Regions from separate parts of the Sus scrofa genome. Here regions 2, 3 and 4 are each linked to region 1. Evidence: chromatin contacts called from public Hi-C and HiChIP or PLAC-seq data. All regions are on one chromosome and are shown on one strand. Each heading gives the region's core, a stretch centred on a gene start, on an enhancer-like site or on the middle of the called end of the contact. The rest is flanking DNA. Distances are from core to core; before and after follow the strand shown.

Region 1 (5,296 bases), core at 1,224-3,723:
GATCTTTGCCTCCTGTGTCAAAGTGCTCCCTGCTGTTTGTTTAGACTAGTGGTTCTGAAACACTTGTTCTCATAATTGTTTCACACTCCTAAAAAGCACTGAGGACTCCAGAAAGCTTTTATGTGGATCATATCATATCTATCAACATTTGCTGTATTAGGAGTAAAACAAACATGCAAAATATTAATTCATTTAAAAACAATAAATAATAAATCTGTTACATGTTAATATAAATAACATTTTTTAATGAAAAATAACCATTTTTCAGAGCAAAAAGAATTTGGTGAGAAGAATGACATTTTACATTTCTGCAAATTTCTTTAGTATCTAGCCTAATAGAAGATTCTCATTCTTCTGCATGCAATCTGTTGCACTATCACAGGACATGTAGTCTCTGGAAAATTCCATTGTTTTTCGATTCAGTATGAAATAATTTTGCCCTGTGAACCTGGAGACCGCACTTTAAGAACTGCTGATTAGTGGGTCACTATATCACTATATTATGTTCCCTAGGGTTCTGAAAAGTACCCCCTCTTTGACTATTGCTGTATCTGTAATAATCAACCCCAACTCCTAGATAAGAGTTAAATGTTAACTATTGCTATGCTTTTTAGCATTCATGGAAAACTTTAGAAAAAACAATTTTTAATGATTACCAAGTCTGAGACAAGTCTTCTCTTTCACGGACACTTTCGCTTTCTTCCCTTTCTCCTTCATTGTCTGCTGCCTGATACTAAAGCTTTCTTTTAGGACGATAATGACTAAGACAAAGGTTGGACTATGACCAAACACAACACTGGATTCCTCACATGCTATAACACAATCTAATATTTACCAAACCCTTTCTGTGTGCTAGGCATGTGCTAAATGCTTTACGCACATTATTTAATTCTCATAACAATCCTAAGAGTTACCTAACGTCATTCGCATTTTGCAAAAGAGGAAGCTGAGATACAGAGAAGTTAATGCCCAGAGTTTTACGAGACTGAGCTGGGAAGTGAACCCAGAAAATTTCCAGAGCGTGCAGTGCACTATCTAGTGATAAAGTATAAAGATAAGCGATAGAGCGAGGTACATATGAGTGTAGGTGAAGGAAGGAGGTTCGTAAAGTAAAAAGCCTCAGGACCAAGACAGCTGAGATACCAAGACATGAGGTACGGTGTTATTTTCCACCCGATTCTTCTTTTCTGCCTTATTTTCTACTCCCATGTTCTTATTCTTATATTTAATATAGTTCCCTGCTGGGAGTTCCGACGTCCCAGCCTGAGGCTGATGGCGTAACCCAGGCGCTAAACAACCTGTTGAAAGGAGTGGGGCAAATCCGGAGTAACCACGGTAACAAGGGCGTGGCGAGGACCCTGCGCAGGCGCGCTACACCACACGCCCGCCCGCCGGCCCCTCCCCTCGGCTCCGGACTTCACCAGCTGGTGGGGAGTCTGGGGCGTGGGACGTGGGCAAAGGGTGGGGGCGAGGGCCTGGGCTGGGCGCCTGCGCAAACGCCTGGGCGCTGGTGTGATCGAGCTCACGTAGCGAGGGTTGCAGTTGCCTCCTCCCTAGCGCTGCCGTCGCGGCCTAGAGGTTATAAAAGGGCTAACTGGCTCCCTCTGCTGCCCAGTCAAGCCACCAGCGGGCTTAGAGAAGGGAGCCGGCTTGACTGAAGGCGGTCGAGGACTGGAGAACGCGCAGCCCTCCCCTGCCACTTCTCAGGTGAGACGCTTCTCCGACCTTGGAGAATGAGGATGAAGTCCTTGGGTAGTCGTTGGCTACTGAGGCTGAAGTTCTTGGGCAGCCGCGGCCCTTCTCGGATGGCTCTGGGGGGTCTGGTCCCTGCCCTCTCTGGTGGGATGGCTCGGGGGCAGGGGTTCCCTGGTTTACTACCGCAGTACCTTCTCCTCTGTACCTTCCCCAGGTCCAGCGCCCCGCGCCTCCTGGTTGTCCCAGAGGCCCTTCCGCCCTCCTCGGTGCTCCCCTTCCCACCTCCTCCCAGATTGGCGTCCCCGACTGTTGGGGCTGCGGCAGCCTCTGTCTCCGCCCCGGGAACCAGTACTTTCTTGAATATTCCTTCCCGAGGAGGGGTAACCCTGTTGATTTTCCCGAGCTCCACTCTTACCTGGTCCTCGCTTGCAAAGCTGACGGGTACGCGACGGTTTTCGGCCTCCAAATCAGCAGATGGTTAGCATGTGGCAGTGGAGAACTGATTTTAAAGCTTAGAGCTCACGCCGAAGCACTCGGGCGTTTTTACCCCGCGGAAGAGTTGTCGGGTCTAGGAAGCGGACATACCCGGGGAAGTTCAGGCTCATCTGTTGCGCGCAGCGGTGCAGCCCGAGCAGTTAGACGTAGCCCCGGGCGGCGAGTTTCGGGCGGCTGGGTAGGGAAGTCGGCTGTCAGATTCTCAGTCAACCGGGAAGCTAGTCTTCTTCCTTCCTTCTGCCACATAAAAATTTTAAAGGTACATGAGCTTCTCTCCCTCCCCACCCCCCTCTGCTCTTTCACAGCAGAATCTGATGCTTTTAAAAGTCCATCAGGAAATCGAATTCTGTGTTTGTGCGAGAACTTTGAGTTAAGCGAATGGCCCCCAGATGTATGTTTTAAGGGGGAGGAAGAGTGGTATCATAAGTATGAGACTATTTCTCCTCAGTCATCGAATGTATTAAATACAGTTCAGTTTTTAGACACTAACGTCTTTGGCGTTCCGACAGAGTGGAGAAGATTCTTGGAATTTTGCACTGTTTGCTTTAAGGGACGAAGAACCTAGATTTCCTTTTAGGAATTGATCTAAAAGGCCAACGAGGCTTGCCAGTTTCAACTTAACTGTTTCTTGTTTCTCTAAGAGCTGTGGCTCTTGGACTTTCCCTTGGAATGCACTCTGAAGGGATGAAATAGTCACTTCTGAGTGGGGGAAGGGAAAGACGTGGCAGCAGTGTTCTTTCATCAACTTTAGGCTCTTTTTTTTTTGATACAGGTTTTGGGAAGAAAGTATTTCCCCTTTTAGATTTAGATGTAGCTTATGAATGAGGCTAGTCTTTATCTAAAATAATAAGAAATATACTGTCCTTGTAGCTGGAACATTGGAATCTAATATATAAAACATTTTAAAGGGATTTTTCTCATCAAGTATCTATGAAAAAAATGGATACCTTAGGCAGGAAATATTTTAGCTGAAAGTCAATAACCTTGAGTATGTTTTGCCTTGATTTAAAATTTGAGTAGACATTCAGTGATTTTTGTTTAACTTTGACTTTTAGCCTGTGAATATAATTTCTAAATCTTAACTGTGAACTTCACATTTTACCTTTTCTTTCTGTGAGAAGTGTAGGTTTTGTCACTTACCTTTAAAAGTCATGTCAGTTTTGGTTTTGGAACATTATGCCTTCAGTCCCTTGGTAGCTGATAGCTGATGCCAAATGCTTCTTTGAGATTGAACTTAGTTACTAGGGAAAGGACTGCTTTGTGTCTTTAGGTGAATAATGCTATTTGATGTCTTTAAATGAGTTGTATTTTGAGGTACTGAAAGCCAGGGACTTTGGTAGGCAGATAATGGTGTTGACCATTTTGTATCTTGGAAACATGTAGTGAAAAAAACAGATGAAAGGCATTCCCTTTCAGTGCAGCAGGTTAAGAATCCAGTGTTATCACTGCAGTGGCTAAGGTTGCTGCTGTGGCATGGGTTCAGTCCCTGGCCCGGGAACTTCCACATATCATGGGCGTGGCCAAAAAACAGATTGAAAAAAATATGCAACACTTAATTACTGCAGAAAAATTTAGACAGTGTAAAATTCTACTAAAAAAATAAAGCATTAGGAAGTTCCCGTTGCGGCTCAGCTGTAATGAGCCCAGCTAGTATCCATGAGGATGCAGGTTTGATCCCTGGCCTCACTCAGTGGGTTAAGAATTCGGCATTGCTGTGAGCTATAGTGTAGGATGTGGATAAGGCTCAGATCCCCAGCTGCTGTGGCTGTGGTGTAGGCTGTCAGCTACAGCTCTGATTCAACCCCTAGCCTGGGAACTTCCATATGCCTCAGGTGGTACCGTAAGAGGCAAAAAAAAAAAAAAAAAAAAAAGAGAGAATTCATCTTACCAGGGTAGTCCAGGCTGTTACAAGCGAATCTTGGCTTTTTGGTAAGGAGATGTTGACCTTTTCTAATACTGCAGAGGGGGTTGTGTACTGGCAAGTATCTTTCACAGGGCAAATATATTCAAGCTCTTTTTTTTTTTTTTTTTTTTTTTTTTTTTTGCTTTTTAGGGCCACACCTGAGGCATATGGAAGTTCTCAGGCTAGTGGTTGAATTGGAGATACAGCTGCCAGCGTGCAGCACAGCCATAGCAATGTGGGATCCAAGCCTCATCTTCGACCTACACCATAGCTCGTGGCAACGCTGGATCCCTAACCCACTGAGCAAGGCCAGGGATCGAACCTGCCTCCTCGTGGATACTAGTCAGATTTGTTTCCGCTGCACCATGATGAGAACTCCTTAAGCTCCTCTTTTATTCCAGAGATGCAGCCATAAAGCTTGTGAGCCTTCACTTCTGTAGAAGTAATGCCTTATTTTACTTAGTAGTTATCAACTGGCATATACTTACATCGCTTAAATTTGAAAAGTGCCCCTGTGAGATTCATAGTAGCAATTCTAAACCTATTTTGAGGTCATGAGGTCCACGGAGAATCTGAAAGAAGGGGTGGACCCTGGGTGACTAAATTCTATGCAAGTACACACATATGTGTAGAATTTTAGTCATCAGTTACAGATACTCTCTCCCTCCAAAAGTGCATCTTTAAACTAAAACCCTAACCCTATGAGAACTAAAAAATAAAAGAGATACAGAGTTAATCTTTAAGGGCATATAGGTATCTTGATGCAGGATTTCTTGAGTATTTTTTGAAAGTTGGTCTGAGCTTGTAAGTCTGACTGGATTTGATTGTGTAGATGACCCAAATAAACTTTTGCTAAAAAGGGGTTTAACAAAAGTTTATAAGATAGTTGGAGAATTGTTGAATTACTAAATTGCCTAGGTAATCATATATCATATTGGCCTCCCCTGACCCCCCTATATATTGTAACATATCTTTGGTTCAAGTGGAAAATACTTGAAGGTAAAGAAAAATAAATTGCACAAGCCCTTGGCATTATGCTTTATTGCTCTTCTTACAGGGAGATCCCGAATCTTGTAATTACATCATAATGGTGCATGTGTGTGTAATAAATGAATATATTAGAAAAAAGCCAAATAAAGTGTGTATATTTGTGAAACTAGTTAAATCTTCATTCATATTTCTACTCAATGAAATTTATTTGTA
Region 2 (5,296 bases), core at 977-3,476, 470 kb after region 1:
AGACAAATTTTGACTAAAATCAGGATTGAATGTCACCAATTCTTAAAAATTGATCTTTGGAGTTCCTTGATGGCCTAGGACTTAAGGATCCAGTATTGTCACTGCTGTGGCTTGGGTTGGGTCACTGCTACGGTGGGTGTTTGGTCCCTGGCCCAGGAACTTCTGCATGCTGTGGAGGAAAAAAATGAAAAAAAAAATTTGACCTTTGTTCAGCATTTTTGCATTGATAACTTTTTTTCTTATTCTGAAAAACACTTAACTCAGCCATGATTAACTTAACTAGTTAAGATTCCATGAGCCCCCAAAGTGTTCCAAGATAATCTATGCCACAACTTGAAATTCCAACCATTAGCATTAATGGACATACTGCCAAATACCCATTAGTAAACCGGGAAGAATGTCTTTATCAGATTTCTCACTCAACAGAGAACAGGCTTTAAATGGAAAGACACACAGAAAAGGTACATTTTAATAGCTGAGAAGCAAATCAGAAAAGATTCCTGGAGTTCCTGCTGAGGCTCAGGGGGTTAAGGACCTGATGTTGTCTCTGTGAGGATGGGGGTTCAATACCTGGCCTCGCTCAGTGGGTTAAGCTTCTGGTGCTGCCACAAGCTGAAGCGTGGGTTGAAGATATGGCTGGGATCCAGTGCTGCCATGGCTGTGACGTAGGCTCCCGCTCCAGCTCTGATTCAACCCTTGTTCTGGCTGCCTTCGTTTCCATGGTTGTAGCCTGGGAACTTCCATGTGCTGCAGGTGCGGCCATAAAAAGAAAAAAATTTTTAATTAAAAAAATAAAGATTCCTGCTATTCCCATTGTGGTGCAGTGGAAATGAATCTAATTAGGAACCATGAGGTTGCAGGCCTCGCTCAGTAGGTTAAGGATCTGGTATTGCCGTAAACTATTTTGTAGGTTGCAGACCCGGCTTGGATACTGCATTGCTGTGGCTGTGGCGTAGGCTGGCAGCTGTAGCTCTGACTTGACCCCTAGTCTGGGAATCTCCATGTGCCGGGGGTGCAGCCCTAAAATGCAAAATAAATAAATAAATAAATAAATAAATAAATAAATAAATATTCCCAATTCTTGTGTCAAGATGATCCAGGGACAGTAGATTGAAGATGTCTTTGGTGTTCTTTCTATCAGGTCTGTGCCAGCCATACCATTTGATACATTACCTAGGGAGGGGTCATAGCCCGCTTCCCCATCTACAATTCACAAAAACCGTTTTCATCAACAGGATGGTTGGAACAAACATGGGGTTGCCTGTAAAGTGCTAGCGCAGTGCCAAGAACATAACGATCTGTCCTTCTTGGGATAGTGGGGAGGGAGAGTCCTCTGAGAAGAAATGGAGAAAATAGTTGTTTTGCTTCCTTCACAATTTAACCCAGTGATAGTTCTGGCTGCCTTCTTTTGTTTCCATGGTTGTAGCCTTTGCTACAGCTCTGCTAAGGAAAGTATTTATTTATTTTTGACTGTACCCCCCAGAATGCAAAACTTCTCGGTCAGGGATCAAATCCACACCACACCAGCAACTGGAGCCACACCAGTGACACCCTGGACCCTTTAACCAATAGGCCACCAGAATCTAGAACTAGGAAATTCCTGAAGAAACTTTTAAATTCCATCATATCATAATCAAAATATTGTCATTCTCTTGAGACTTTTCCATTCTCACTCCTGACAGCAACCTCTGAGGAAAAAAAATGTTACTAGTAGCTCGGTGACTAAACTCTCCAATCATATTAGCTTGCAAAGAGAACTTCTGAAAAACCTAAATAATAGACAATGCGGTGAGTCGGTTTCTAAATTTAAAAAAGCTTCAAGGTCAGGAAACAGGCAAATTTCACCAGAAGCCTAAACCTAAACGCAGTTCGAAAAGAACAATTCCCAACTCACTGTGGTCCAGTTTTCTTTTCATTGTCTCCTGTTTTGCTTAGTCAACACATAAAGGGGCATCAACGAGGCGGAAGCCGGCACACTAAATCTCTTTCACAGACATCTATACCACTAGCGCGTGGAGGGTGAACCGCCAGAGAAAAATCCGGAGAGCTTCCACTGTCCCGCCTAAATACTGAGGCCGGGGCGGGGCCCGAGGCCGGGGCGGGGCCCGAGGCCGGGGCGGGGCCCAAGGCCGGGGCGGGGCGGGTTGCCTGGCCCCTCCCCACTCCCTATCCTCCATGCCCCGCCCACACGCATTTCGCCACGATCCCGACAGCCCTAGCGGCTAGAAGGGTTACGTGAGGGTGGGCGGCGGAGCTGGAGGCTTAACTTTGTTGCTCTCTTCATCTCTATGGTTTTCCGAGGTGCGCGGCTTTGACGGAGAAGCAGCTGAAGCTCCGCTGTAGACGGGTGAGTCCTGTACTCTCAAGGGTATGAGGCGAGACACGTTTAGAGAAGATGAAAGGAAGGATGATGCGAAAAGCTTTAGGGACCTGACCTCCGGGACTGGCCGTTTGTCTGCTCCGGAATTAGCAACTTCTCTGGTCGACCGGGATAGCTGTCTCTCCCTGATGTGCTCAGTTTAGGGGCTTGAGAGCAGTCCTTAGTCCTGCCGGCTTCCTTTCCTCCGCTTTCTTTGACCTCACCTGGTCCCTTCTTCCTGTCCCAGGAGAACTTCTCCTGCCGAGTTCCCAGCTGCAGGGTTCACTTGAGCTTCGACGTCCCTCTTCGGGCGACCAAAGACATCCCCTGGGATTTGTGGATGTGGTTGGAAGTGGGTGGGGACTTTATTGTTAAATGTCTGATGGGGCCAAGTATTAATCATTGAAACAAAACCAAAAAAAATGAAAAAAAAATTGATGGGGAGCTGAAGGAACAAAACAAAGTTCAGGCTTCTTAGACTGTTCGGTTTTTGCCTTTCCCAGTGCCTTACCTGTTTTTATTCTCCCTCAGGTTCCCTTACCACCATCTCATTTTGGCCCACAATGCGGTGTTTTGAGAATGAGCCGGGGTTTATTGACTCAAGCTGAATGTTGGGAGGAGAGTTTAAAACTGTTTAAGTTGCCAGTCTCTATGATCTTATTGTTTATGGTTTCTATACCCTCCCTTTCGGATGCCTGAAAAGTATTGTAGCTATTTGTAAAGCTAAGTAGAAAAACCATTTTATAGCTGAGGGACTGGAGTAAAAGAAAAATTCTCCTTGTGGTACCTGGAAATACCTATTTTCTTTCAGTTTCATAAGCAGATGTTTCTATCAGTTATTGGGTGCTTTCTTGGGCATACCTTTGTTTATGTTAAAGTATTCCTTTGAATTACATGTGCAGGTGATCTAGCAGTAGAAAGGGTGCAACAGTTTGGGGTTGATAGCTGTAGGAGAGTTTAGATTTCATTAAATGATATGACACACAAAATGTCAGCATCTGGAGACAGTGGTGTTGGCCAGGTTGACCAACCCATTATCTTCCTGCTTTGGGTAAGGTAATGTTAAATATTGCCTTATTCTAAAAACTTTTTAGAACCCACTGCCACTTGCTTGTGAGACGGTAGCTCTGGTCTCCAGCTACTCTTAAGTTTCATTGCTGAGAATTATGAGACCAAAAACAAGCCTAACAAAAAGTAAAAATTCAGGAGTGGATTTTGTGCCTGAGGAGAAAAGGAAAGAGTGACAGAAACTAGTAAGAGCAAGAGAGCCAAAGAGTGTATTGCTGTCTCCATTTATAATCAGTAGAACATTTACAATATTCAGTAGACCTTTTGCATTCCCAGGGGGTGCATCTTGGGACTGACTTTCCTGTATTTTAACAATGATATGTAATTTCTCCCAAAATGTAATACTATGTAAAATTATTATAATGAATCTGACTCGTCAGATCTTATATTATTTATAATTATAAGGCTAAAGTAATTGATAAAGTTATTACACCTAATTCGGCCACTTTAAATCTTTAATTTTCCCTATTTAACAATTTTTACAGTGGCTGCAGCTCTTGGTGAACATTTACCAATTTTTTCCATATGAAGTAGTTTAATATTCCCTTTAAAAGTGAACCATTTTTGTAGTTCCCATTGTGGCTCAGTGGTTAACGAACCCGACTAGCATCCAGGAGGACCCGGGTTTGATCCCTGCCCAGCCTGGCTCAGTGGGTTAAGGATCTTGACATTGTCGTGAGCTGTGGTGTAGGTCGCAGATGGGTCTCGAACCCTGCGTTGTGTTGTAGGTCAGCGGCTATAGCTCTGATTGGACCCCTAATTGGGAACCTCCGTATGCTGTGGGTGTGGCTCTAAAAAAGACAGAAAGAGAAAAAAAAAAAAAAGTGAGCCATTTTTTTGTTTGTTTGTTTGCACCCACAGCATGTGGAAGTTCCTGGGCCAGGGGTCAAAGATGGGCCACAGTTGTAGTCTGTGCAGAACCGGGGCAATGCCAAATCCTTAACCCCTACAACAAGGGGACTTCCAAAAGTGAACCAATTTTTTTAAAAAAAGTTTACTCACAACTTTTTCATCATGCAAAATAGGTTGATTTTGTGTCAAGGGAAAAAAATGATTCTCTTTAATAAGTAGGTGTTTTACTCACTTTGGTAAATTGAGAGAATTATTAATGCTTTTTTTTTTTTTGTCTTTTTAGGGCAAGTTCCCAGGCTAAGGGTCAAATCAGAGCTGCAGATGCCAGCCTGCCCCACAGCCACAGAGACGCCAGATCCACGCCACATCTGTGACCTACCACACCATAGCTCATGGCAATGCCAGATCCTTTACCCATCAAGTGAGGCCAGGGATCACACCTGCATCCATGTTGATACTAGTTGGATTTTTTACCTGCTGAGCCACAACAGGAACTCCTATTAATGCTTTTAAGACATTAAATATTAATATATCAGCATATTTGAGAAGAAAACAGAAGGAGTATTTTAAAATATTTTATATTTCCTAGTATAAAAGTAATATATGCTTATCTTTGAAAAACAGGAGCATTGTAGAAAATATAACACTGAAAGTTGAAACCCTAATTTATCTTTCCCCTGCTGACAGGTAACCATTTGTTCCCTGTAGCATTTTGGGGAATCTCTGTGGAAAAGTGCAGTCTAGAGTCATCGGACTCCCTGGGAAAGTTGGTACTATTAGCACTAGGTTTACGTCCTACAACCGCAGAACTCTGGGAGAGAGAAAACTTCCCATTCTCTATGCTTTCTGCAAATTACTGTGTGAGAATCTCATTGGCCTAACTTGGGTCGTTGCCCATCCTAGAGGCAATGGGCCATCTCTGTGGCTAGACAGATGGAGTGGTCTGTTTGCCCAGAACAGGATCTTGTCCCCATCCTGGAGTAGGGTAGAGGGGGTTATAGTTACAAACCACATGAA
Region 3 (5,296 bases), core at 1,495-3,994, 320 kb before region 1:
AGAGATATCCCTGTTCTTGAGGGATGTACATCCTGGGAGCTGGGACAGGAGTAGACAACAAACCATAAATGCAGAACTTGAGATGCTTTAAAGTCCTACAAAGAAAATAGGGTAGTCAGTGTGTTTAACTGGTAGTGGTGTTGGTGGCAGTGGTGGCTACTAATGTTACAATGTTAGGGAATACCTGCCTTCCAAGGAGATGGATGATGACATCTGAGATGTAACATGCAGTGGAGAACATTCCAAGTAGAAGCAATGACACTGAAAAAATCCTGAGAATCTCTGGTGTGTTTGGTCACAATCTTGGTATGTTTAGACAGAAGGCCATTTTGACCCAGAGTTTAATGGTTGAGCAGGAAGGTAAAGAGGGATGAGATCAGAGAAGTGGGCAGGGGCCAGATTATATAAGGCTTAATAGACCATGGCCAGGAGTTTGTGTTTTATTCTGGTTCCAATGGGAAGTTAATTGAAGAAGTTTAATCAAGGAAATGATATGACCAAATCTATTATTTAGAAAGATCATTCAAACAAAAGAGTTTCTTAACCTCAGCAGAATTAAGAATTAGACTGAATAATCCTTTTTTTTTTTCTTTCTTTTCTTTTTTGGCGACTCTGTGGCATATGGAGTTCCCTGGCCAGGGATCTAGTCCAAGCTGCAGTTGTGACCTACACTGCAGCGGTGGCAACACCGAATCCTTAACCCACTGTGTAGGACTAGGGATCGAAGCTGCATCCCAGCACTCCAGAGACACTGCCTGATCCTGTTGCACAACAGCAGGAACTCCTAGGCTGAATAATTCTTGTTTTGGGGGGATGCCCATTACATTGTAGAATGTTTAGTAATGTCTCTGGCCTATCCCCAACGATACCATTAACACTTTCCTCTCTAGTTGTGACAAGCAAAAATATCTCCAGACATTGCCAAATGTCCCCTTAGGGACAAAATTACTGCTGTCTGTATAAAAGTTATGTGTGTTTAAACACACTGGGATATTGCCTCCTATTTCACATGAACTCTGGAATATATGATGCCCTTCAGAGGTGTTTTGTTTTTGCTAAGTAAATGTAGTTGAATACAGGTAAGTTAAATACTCGTGTGCTGTGACTACTGTTAAATGTGCCACAGCAGACATCTGTAAAAGGCTTAGTTGGGTGCAAAAAGAGTTTACTCAAAGGAAGGAACAGAAAAGGAGAAAGGAAAAGCTTCTTGAAGCAGGAAGGAGATTGGTAATCTTTGAGTTGAATCTTAATTCATTGTTGTTAAAAGGCAGGCGTGGAGTTCCCGTTGTGGCTCAGCAGATTAAGGACCCGATGTTGTCTCTGTGAGGCTGTGGGTCACTACACAGATGCAGCTAGGATTTGGTGTTGCAGTGGTTGTGTAGGCCTCAGCTGCATCTCCGATTCAACTTCTAGCCTGGGGACTTCTGTATTCCTTAGGTATGGCCAGTAAAAAAAAAAAAAGGGGGGGGCAGTGCTTTCTAAGTGGAGGAAGCATGAGAAAAGACCTCTGATCTTGGAAGGCCTTATGTGTCAGGAAAGAAGGACAAAGGATTAAGTGGGAAATCTAGTGTTCCTGCCTGAATAGGCTTTTGGATATTTTGGCCCTAAAACTCGGGAAAGTGGGCTTGGAAATAGAGGTTTGGGAAATAACCTCTTAAGGTGATAGTTAAGGCAGAGAGAAGGGTGAGGATGAGGTCACCAAGGAAGGAAGGTTGAGCAAAGAGGAGTGAGAACAGGCTTCTTAGGGAATGCTTAAATTCCAGAGGTCTCCAGGCAGGTTGGACAGAAAAGCCCAATATTTGCCAGACAGACTGGTGGGAGCTGGGAGATTAATGCTGGGTACCCAGAGTGTGGTGCAGTTTTGTTTAAATTCCACAGTGATCTTCCTCAAGTACCTTCCACTTTCCCCTGTTTTAGAGACATGTTTATCTTGCTCTTCCCACCTAAAAATTTAATCCACCCTATTTCACCCCCGTGGGAAAGATTTCTGGTGGAAAAGCATATGAAGTAATAGGTTGATGGTTCTCCAACTGGTGTGCATAGAACCACCTAGAGAGCTTGTTAAAATAGACTTCTGGACTTCACCTTTAGAGTTTAATTCAGTCGGTCTAAGGTGAAGTCCAATAATTTGCATTTCTAGTAAGTTTCCAGGTAATGTGGTGGCTGTTGGTTTGGGGCCACAGTTTGAGAACCATTGGAAAAGGTAGCCAACTGGTTTTTGCTCTGGATTAAATTTCCTTAATGAGTTTAAGATACTGATCTGGGCCCTTGAAATTGCCTCAAATGTTTAATGCCGCGGTGTATGTCATGATAGGGCTCTAGTGTGAGGGGAGCCTAGAATCACCTTGCAACTCCCTTCTGGAGTGGTATTGATTAGTGTATCTCGTGTTGTGCCTATTAAGGATCTCCATAAATATTAATTTATTTCACGCCGTCCTTGGCCTTAGAACAGGCGAGGGAAGATGGCATATCAGGCGGAGAGGCTGCACCTGGCCTCCCAGTCTTGAGTCCATCTCTGCCGCTCACCACTAAAGGGGCGGCAGAGAACCGTCGTTAGACCCTTTCAACGGTTCCCTTGGCTTTAACGGCTTTAACTTCCCAAGGGCCTTGAGAGAGCCCAGAAGGAACTGGCGCATGGACCTTGGTAACAAGAAGTGAGATTAGAACTGGCTTATTGCGCCCGAAGAGAGCGTCCTCTCTCAGGTGGTGGGTCCCCGGCTGGCCCTGCGGCCCCGCCCCCTCCTGCCCCAGGGGCGTTCCCGGCAGTCGCGGCTGGCGATCCTAACGGGCTCGGGAGGCGGCCCTGGGCGCCCCGCCTTTCCCCCCGCCCTCCCCGGCTCCATCTTGCCAGCGACCGAGCCGGAGTGTGTGTGACGCTGCTCCCCGGGTTCAGGTGAGGAACGGCGCCCCCTGCCCTTGCCACCGCGCGTCCCCCTCGGTCTTGTCGCCGCGGCCCGCTCCGAGGCCTGCCATCCGGGGGAGGGCGGGGCCCCGCGCGTGTCCTGGAGCCGCGGGGCGGTGGAGGGGCCTGTGGGCCAGCCGGGTGGCGGGCGTCGCGGTGTGCGCGTCGCGGGACCCAGGATGCCTAGTGGGGGCGTTGGGCCTGGGGCGTATTGGGGCGGAATCTGCGCGGCGACCCGGCTACCGGAAGACCTGTTCACTTGTCTGTCCACAGTTTGGAGGAAGCAATGACGCCTCCCACGCAGGCAGGTGGGCCGCAGGTGGAGGGACTGAGGCCAGGGCACGGCCCTGCTGAAGCGGCCTCAGGGAGGGCTGAGTAAGAAAACCAGCGAGCAGCACCGAAGGCTAGTCCAGCCGGGGGGGTCTAGACTTGCTGGTGACACAGCAAATTTAGGGAAACTTAAGAAATTTGTACTTTGCTTAGAGACACCCCCTTCCCCCGCCCCCAGGACAGAACCTGTAAACCTGGCTCAGGTCTATAATCCTTGGAAACTCTCCTAGGAAGTCGCATTCCAGATTTGGTGCCTATTCCCTGAACAGCAGCAAACATGTGAGCCCAACCTGTGTGAACACTTCTACAGAAGGAAATGCTTGTTGTCCCCCCAAAAGTGACAGAAATGAAGTCTTCTAATTGCTTTTAAACTCCCTCATTTCTCCCAGTTGATGGGTAGCTGATCTGATAAAGTAATCTGTCCTAGTTAGATAATGCCTGGAATGAGTTACTTCTCAGGCAGGGAAGCAGTTTCAAGTGGATAGGCCGCTAAAAGAGAATTTTGCCCTGAGCCTTGCAATCCTCTGGTGTTGGTTGCCTACCCTGCCCATGCAGAGGCTAGTCAGGACTCCAATTCTCTACTGAAGGGCCCTTGCTGATGGATTTAAAAGGTCCTTCCCAATCAAGAGACACGTTTTGGAAAATTGTAGTATCTGCTCTTGGCCATCTTCATTCACTGTTCCTGTTTCATATTTGTTTCATTAATTTACAACAGCTGCCTCCTGTGTTCTTGGGCTTCATGCCATTTATGAGACTTGCATAGTGAGACCCACGCCTTTTAGTAGTTGACTCACTGGGTGGAGATGCTTTGTGGAACCAAGATTACTTTCCTAGTCATTTAAAAGTATTTGCTGATGGAGAATGTTAAAAAGAAAATAAAATTTCTGGTTCACTGGTGTAGTCTAATTATTCCTTGGGCAAAATTGAGTTGTTTGTTGAGTCACCCTTGAGTTTGTTTAAGCTTTTTACAAAAGCTTTTTAAATCTACTTTTTGAATAGATGATACATGCACAATTCCAAAACGGTTAGGTGCATCGAAAAGTAAGTCTCCTTGTTATGTCCCAGCCCTCCTCTTAGAAGGCAGCCACTATTAACTGCTTTCTTGATTGAGTATACTTTCAGAGATATTCTCTCCACATACAAGCAAATAAATGTATTTTCTTTACACATTTGTTTGCAAAGTATCTATGCAGTTTTCCACCTTTCTTTCCATTTAATGTGACTTAGAGATAGTATCACATATGAGTAAAAAGAGAGTTGCTCATTTTAAATAGTTCCATAACATTTCAGTGTATGGTTACCTATAATCTATTTCACTTGTCCCTTTTTAATGGACTTTTAGATTGTTTTTATTTTTTTATTTTTAAAAAATTTTTTTTTTGTCTTTTTTTTTTTGTCTTTTTGCTATTTCTTGGGCCGCTCCCACGGCATATGGAGGTTCCCAGGCTAGGGGTTGAATCGGAGCTGTAGCCACCGGCCTACGCCAGAACCACAGCAACGCGGGATCCGAGCCGTGTCTGCAACCTACACCACAGCTCACGGCAACGACAGATCCTTAACCCACTGAGCAAGGGCAGGGACCGAACCTGCAACCTCATGGTTCCTAGTCGGATTCGTTAACCACTGCGCCACGACGGGAACTCCTAGATTGTTTTTAATCTTTTTCCATTACAAGTAGTGCTGTAATGAAATGAATAGCCTTGTATGAATATAATTTTGCATTTGTGCAAGTATTTCTATAAGGTACATCTTGGAAATGGAATTGCATTATAGTCCTTTATATACTTATATATTTTTTTAATTATATGGCTGCACCCATGGCATATGGAAGTTCCCGAGCCAGTGATTGAATCCCAGCCGCAGCTGTGACCTATGCCACAGCTGTGGCAATGCCGGATCCTTTAACCCATTGCACTGGACCAGGGATCGAACCCATGCCTCCACAGAACCTGAGCCACTGCAGTCAGACTCTTAACCCACGCACCACAGAGGGAACCCCTATATAATTATTCTTCAAAATGTACCCAAATTCATTTTCTTTAAATTGCTTTAAGTTTTCTCATA
Region 4 (5,296 bases), core at 1,972-4,471, 280 kb before region 1:
TTAACGATCCGGCGTTGCCGTGAGCTGTGGTGTAGGTTGCAGACGCGGCTCGGATCCCACGTTGCTGTGGCTCTGGCGTAGGCCGGTGGCTACAGCTCCGATTCAACCCCTAGCCTGGGAACCTCCATATGCCGCGGGAGCGACCCAAGAAATAGCAACAACAACAACAACAACAACAAAAGACAAAAAAAAAGACTTCATTCTGGGGAGTTCCCTTTTTGGCTTAGTGATGAAGGAGTCCAACTAGGATCCATGAAGATGCCAGTTCAGTCCCTGGCCTCACTTTGTGGGCTGGGGATCCGGCGTTGCTGTGAGCTGTGTTGTTGACGTGGCTTGGGTCCCACATTGCTGTGGCTGTGGTGTAGGCCAGCGGCTGTAGCTCTGACTCGACCCCTAGCCTGGGAACCTCCATATGCCACAAGTGTGGCCCTAAAAAGCCAAAAAAAAAAAAACTTCATTCTACTTTATGGCTGGATAATCCATTGTCTGGGTATACATTTTGCTTGTCCATTTATCACCTGTTGTTTTCATCTCTTGACTATTATGTATAATGCTGCTATGAACATTCATGTTTTAAGTTTTTATGTGGACACATGTTTTCCATTTTCTTGACTGTTGTACTAGGAGTGGAATTGCTGGCACAAGTTAAATAGTATCTTTAACTTTTTGAGGATCTGCCAAACTTTTCCAAAGCAGCTGTACCATTTTACAATCCTACCAGCAATGAATAAGACTTCTAATTTCTCCTCGTTCTTACCAACACTATCATTGTTTCTTTGATTATAGCCATCTTAGTGGATGTGAAGGTGGCATCTCATTGCAGTTTTGATTTGAATTTCTCTAATGACTAATGAGCAAATTTTCTTGAGTTCATTGGCCATTTGTATGTCTTCTTTGGAAAAACGTCCATTCAAATTCCCATTTTTTTAAATTTTAGGGCCACATCTGTGGCATATAGAAGTTCCCAGGCTAGGAGTCAAACCAGAGCTGCAGCTATGCCACAGCCATGGCAATGTGGGTTCCAAGCCATGTCTGACCTACACCACACCTCATAGCAACGCTGGATCCTTAACCCACTGAGCGAGGCCAGGGATCGAACCCATATCCTCATGGATACTAGTCAGGTTCCTTACCACTGAGCCACAAGGGGAACTCTAATATATAGGAGCGGCCCTAGAAAAGGCAAAAAGACTACATACATACATACATAAATTAGCAGAAAATATTTGAATGCCTTTCCTTATAAGGATTATAGGAAATTCAGAGTGGCACCTGTGTAAGCATTCTCTAGGAAAATAACACTATAACACAAAGTTATGCCATCTGTCACCCCAAGTCTAATAAGGATTAATTATGTTTAAGGAAGTGACACCTGTGACTTATCCTTGATTGCCTAGGCCTTGAAACAAAATACTTAGTAGATCAAGATCATGAGTGATTTAGAGCAGTTCCCTAGCAAAGACTTTGTCCTAAGTCTAGCTTATTATGTGGAAAAAGTATGTTGTACACAAGGTAGGATGGCTATCTCAGTGCAAATTCACTCACAACGCTCACTTGGGAAAAAAATCCAGAGATAAATGCCTTACTCAATTGTTCCATAGTTTTATTTTGAGATGTTTTTATTATTTATAACGTTGCAACTTAAAAAAATCTTTCTCTTGGTTTTTTATTTTATTTTATTTTATGTTTTGCCCTTTTGCCTTTTCTATGGCCGCTCCTGCAGCATGTGGAGATTCCCAGGCTAGGGGTCCAATCTGAGCTGTAGCCGCTGGCCTACGCCAGAGCCACAGCAACGCGGGATCCGAGCCGCATCTGCAGCCTACACCACAGCTCACGGCAACGCCAGGTCCTTAACCCACTGAGCAAGGCCAGGGATCAAACCTGTGACCTCATGGTTCCTAGTCAGATTCGTTAACCACTGTGCCACGACGGGAATTCCTCTCTTAGTTTTTTAAATTTTTATATATTCATTAGCAGAAATACAATTTATTTTTAAAAACTTGGCTCTAGTAACCATATCCTAAGCAAGGAATTTCCATGGAGAATTGTGTGTGTGTGTGTGTATAGTTTAATCATTTGTTTTGAAATAATTTCAAATGTATAGAAAGTTGCCAGAACAGTGCAAAGAACTCCCATTTCCTCGTCACCCAGATTCTCATCTAGTTCATATTAGGTTACTGCTTCATTACTCACTCTGTGTGTGTGTGTGTGTGTGCATGTGCATAGATCCCTAGTTATCAGTCTTTTTCTGGAACTTTTGAGGGCTGAGACGGAAACTGAAGGCATGATATCTCATCACTCCAGTAGGTATTTTCCCCTAAACAGGGACACTCTCCTACATAACAGCAAACAAAGTACCACATCAGGAAATCAATATTGGTCCAATATTACCACCCAATCTACTGATCCCATTCAAATTCCATCCGATGTCCCAATAATGTCTCTTTTCCTTCCTGGACCAACATGTTATACAGGAATACATATTGCATTTAGTTGTCATGTATCTTTAAACTCCTTTAATCTAGAAGTGCTGCTAATCTTCCCTGGCCTCGACAGTTTTATTAAAGAATACAGGCCTTGGAGTTCCTGCTGTAGGGTGGTGGGTTAAGAATCTCACTGCTGCAGCTTGGATCGCTGCTGAGGCACAGGTTCTATCCCCAGCCCAGCCATGCGTGTGGCCATAAAAACATTAAAAAATCCAAAGAGTACAGGCCTTACTTTCTATAGAATGGCCTATAACCTGGGTCCCCCTGATTATAGGAACACCACAACATATTTTGCTTTTCCCAGTGAGTCTCATCAGGAGGAATGAAATGTAGACTCCTGACACTGGTGTTTTAACCCTCATCGCTTGGTAGTGTTGGTTTCTTAATGTCACAGTTTTCCCCTTTGTAATCCATTAGTATTCCAAAATCATGCCAATATCTTATTCCTCATCAAGCCTCTACACACCAACCTTAGCATTGAAGACTCCTGCCTGAGTCATACCATACACTTCTGTAGTTGGTGCAAAATGGTAATTCTCTGTGTCAATTCCTCTCAATTACTGAGTTGGCATTCTACTGTTAGAGCTTTCCTTTCTCTCATTTTTATTTTTTAAATTACTCAATGGATTTTATTACATTTATAGTTGTACAACCATCATCAGAACCCAGTTTTATTGCATTTCCATCCCAAACCCCCAGCACATCCCCCGACCCCCCAACCTGTCTCATTTGGAAACAATGTTTTTCAAAATCTGTGAGTCAGTATCTGTTCTGCAAAGAAGTTCATTGTGTCCTTTTTCTAAGATTCCACATGTAAGTGATAATATACGATGTCAGTGCTGACTTCACTTAGTATCATTGTCTATTTTGAAGCTCAAATTATCTCTGATTTGGCCAACATTTTAAAGTATGTATATTGCTAAGATTCATCCATCCATGTTGTAAGTAGCTGTAGTTCATTCCTTTGTTTTGTAATATGCTATTCTGGAATATATATCAGTGTATTCATCCATTCTTATGTTGGGCTGTTTCCAGGTTTGGCTTTTGCGTGTATGCGTGTGCTTTTTTTAAGGCCGAATTGGCGGCGTATGAAGGTTCCCAGGCCAGAGGTCTAATCCGAGCTGCAGCGTCCAGCTTACACCACAGCTCAGGACAACAGAGGATCCTTAACCCACGGAGCAAAACCAGGGACTAAACCTGTGTCCTCTTGTATGCTAGTCATATTCCTTAACCACTAAGCCACGACGGGAACTCCTGTTTCTAGGTTTTTGCTATTATATTTTGCCATTCCTACTCTAAAGTAACGCTGAAATTCAAATATATTAAAGTTTTGCATTAACGTCACATACTTCAATTCTGCTTATTGTAAATACTGAGCACTAAAAGCAACATAGTTTTGCATTATCACCGTGAATGATAGCCAAGCTCACTTTTAAAATACTGTCTTTCTGCATTTTTTACAGAAAAAAGATTTTAATGACCTGTTTTTAAAAATCGTTTCATAAAGGCTTTTATCTTTAAATAAATTTCCTTTTGGTTTTTATCCTTATTTATTGAGGAAAAACTGGGAAAAAAAGAAGTGGATAAAGCAAAATTGAAAGGTAGAAAACCTTGAAGTTAACCAAAACTTTCGCTAAAAGAAAGGGTCATCCTCAGAAGAACGAGGGAATCGCTCCAGGTCTGGACGAAGCGTTGAGGCGCACTCGTAGGTCCGTGGGTGCGGACGTAGTTCTAGAGCGCAGGCGCGGGAACTCGTCTTGCACCGCCTCTCGTTTACCTCCCAGACAATGTTATCGCGAGTCTTGGGATAAACTTGTGGTCAGTACAAGTTCTCGCGAGAGGCAGTTGGTTGCTATAGTTACGAAAAACAAGTTTGTGTCGATCTAAGAGCGCTCTCACTTGTTAGAAAAGTGTCTCTTCCCCGCCTCCGCATCTCGGACTTTTCTTTTCAACTTTGGGCCAGACTGAAAGGCGGAGACCACATCCCAGCACGACTGCACTGCCGGACCCCCGGCTAAGCGAGGACTCCCGCCAACCCAGGCCTCCCACCCGAAGCCAGACTTAGACCCCGCTTCCCACTTTGCGCCGAGATCCCCCGCAGTAAGCGCAGACCGGGCCCCTGCTCACAGACCACCCTCCAGTCACAGCATCGCCTTCATCTAACTCATTTCTTTTTTTTTTTGTCTTTTCTAGGACCGCACCCGCGGCATATGGAGGAACCTCCAGGCTAGGGGTCGGAGAGGGAAGAGGAGCTGTAGCCGCCGGCCTACGCCACAGCCACAGCAACACGGGATCCAAGAAGCATCTGCGACTTACACCACAGCTCACGGCAACACCGGATCCTTAACCCACTGAGCAAGGCCAGGGATGAACCCGCAACCTCATGGTTCCTAGTCGGATTCGTTAACCACTGAGCCACTACGGGAACTCCAATCTAACTCATTTCTTTCTTTTCTTTTTTCTTTTTCTTTTTCTTTTTTTTTTTTTGTCTTTTTGCCACTTTTAGGGCCGCTCCCATGGCATATGGAGGTTCCCAGGCTAGGGGTCCAAGCGGAGCTGTAGCCGCCGGCCTACGCCAGAGCCACAGCAACGCAGGATCCGAGCCGCGTCTGCGACCTACACCACAGCTCACGGCAACGCCGGATCGTTAACCCACTGAGCAAGGCCAGGGATTGAACCCGCAACCTCATGGTTCCTAGTCGGAGTCTTTAACCACTGAGCCACTACGGGAATTCCAATCTAACTCATTTCTAATTTGATCTCCCCCATCTGCTTCTGAGCAGATACTAAGAAACCCATGCCTTGTTTGT

What was found. A called contact is a pair of places that touch in the nucleus more often than the background predicts. HiChIP or PLAC-seq counts read pairs in DNA pulled down with a chosen protein or histone mark.
Region 2: a contact with region 1 is called in a Hi-C map of embryonic fibroblasts, with 4 times the contacts expected there. The contact joins the promoter of MICU1 here to the promoter of NUDT13 in region 1. A contact is called at or near these places in 1 of 5 promoter capture datasets (liver) and 2 of 47 Hi-C or Micro-C datasets (embryonic fibroblasts and heart right ventricle).
Region 3: a contact with region 1 is called in an H3K27ac HiChIP or PLAC-seq map of alveolar macrophages. The contact joins the promoter of ANXA7 here to the promoter of NUDT13 in region 1. A contact is called at or near these places in 2 of 5 promoter capture datasets (fetal liver and fetal skeletal muscle) and 1 of 2 datasets of contacts at active chromatin or transcription factors (alveolar macrophages).
Region 4: a contact with region 1 is called in an H3K27ac HiChIP or PLAC-seq map of alveolar macrophages. The contact joins the promoter of CFAP70 here to the promoter of NUDT13 in region 1. A contact is called at or near these places in 1 of 5 promoter capture datasets (fetal liver), 1 of 47 Hi-C or Micro-C datasets (embryonic fibroblasts) and 1 of 2 datasets of contacts at active chromatin or transcription factors (alveolar macrophages).

Annotation. Positions count from the first base shown.
Region 1 is chr14:75,915,233-75,920,528 of Sscrofa11.1, reverse strand. NUDT13 (nucleoside diphosphate-linked moiety X motif 13) reads right to left here and starts at 2,473. Exons shown (of 12, transcript XM_021074324.1): 1 at 2,111-2,473. P4HA1 (prolyl 4-hydroxylase subunit alpha 1) reads left to right here and starts at 1,627. Exons shown (of 15, transcript NM_001097435.1): 1 at 1,627-1,707.
Region 2 is chr14:75,442,528-75,447,823 of Sscrofa11.1, reverse strand. MICU1 (mitochondrial calcium uptake 1) reads left to right here and starts at 2,226. Exons shown (of 12, transcript NM_001243605.1): 1 at 2,226-2,347.
Region 3 is chr14:76,232,094-76,237,389 of Sscrofa11.1, reverse strand. ANXA7 (annexin A7) reads left to right here and starts at 2,744. Exons shown (of 14, transcript XM_005671100.2): 1 at 2,744-2,893.
Region 4 is chr14:76,197,823-76,203,118 of Sscrofa11.1, reverse strand. CFAP70 (cilia- and flagella-associated protein 70) reads left to right here and starts at 3,221. Exons shown (of 27, transcript XM_013983341.2): 1 at 3,221-4,586.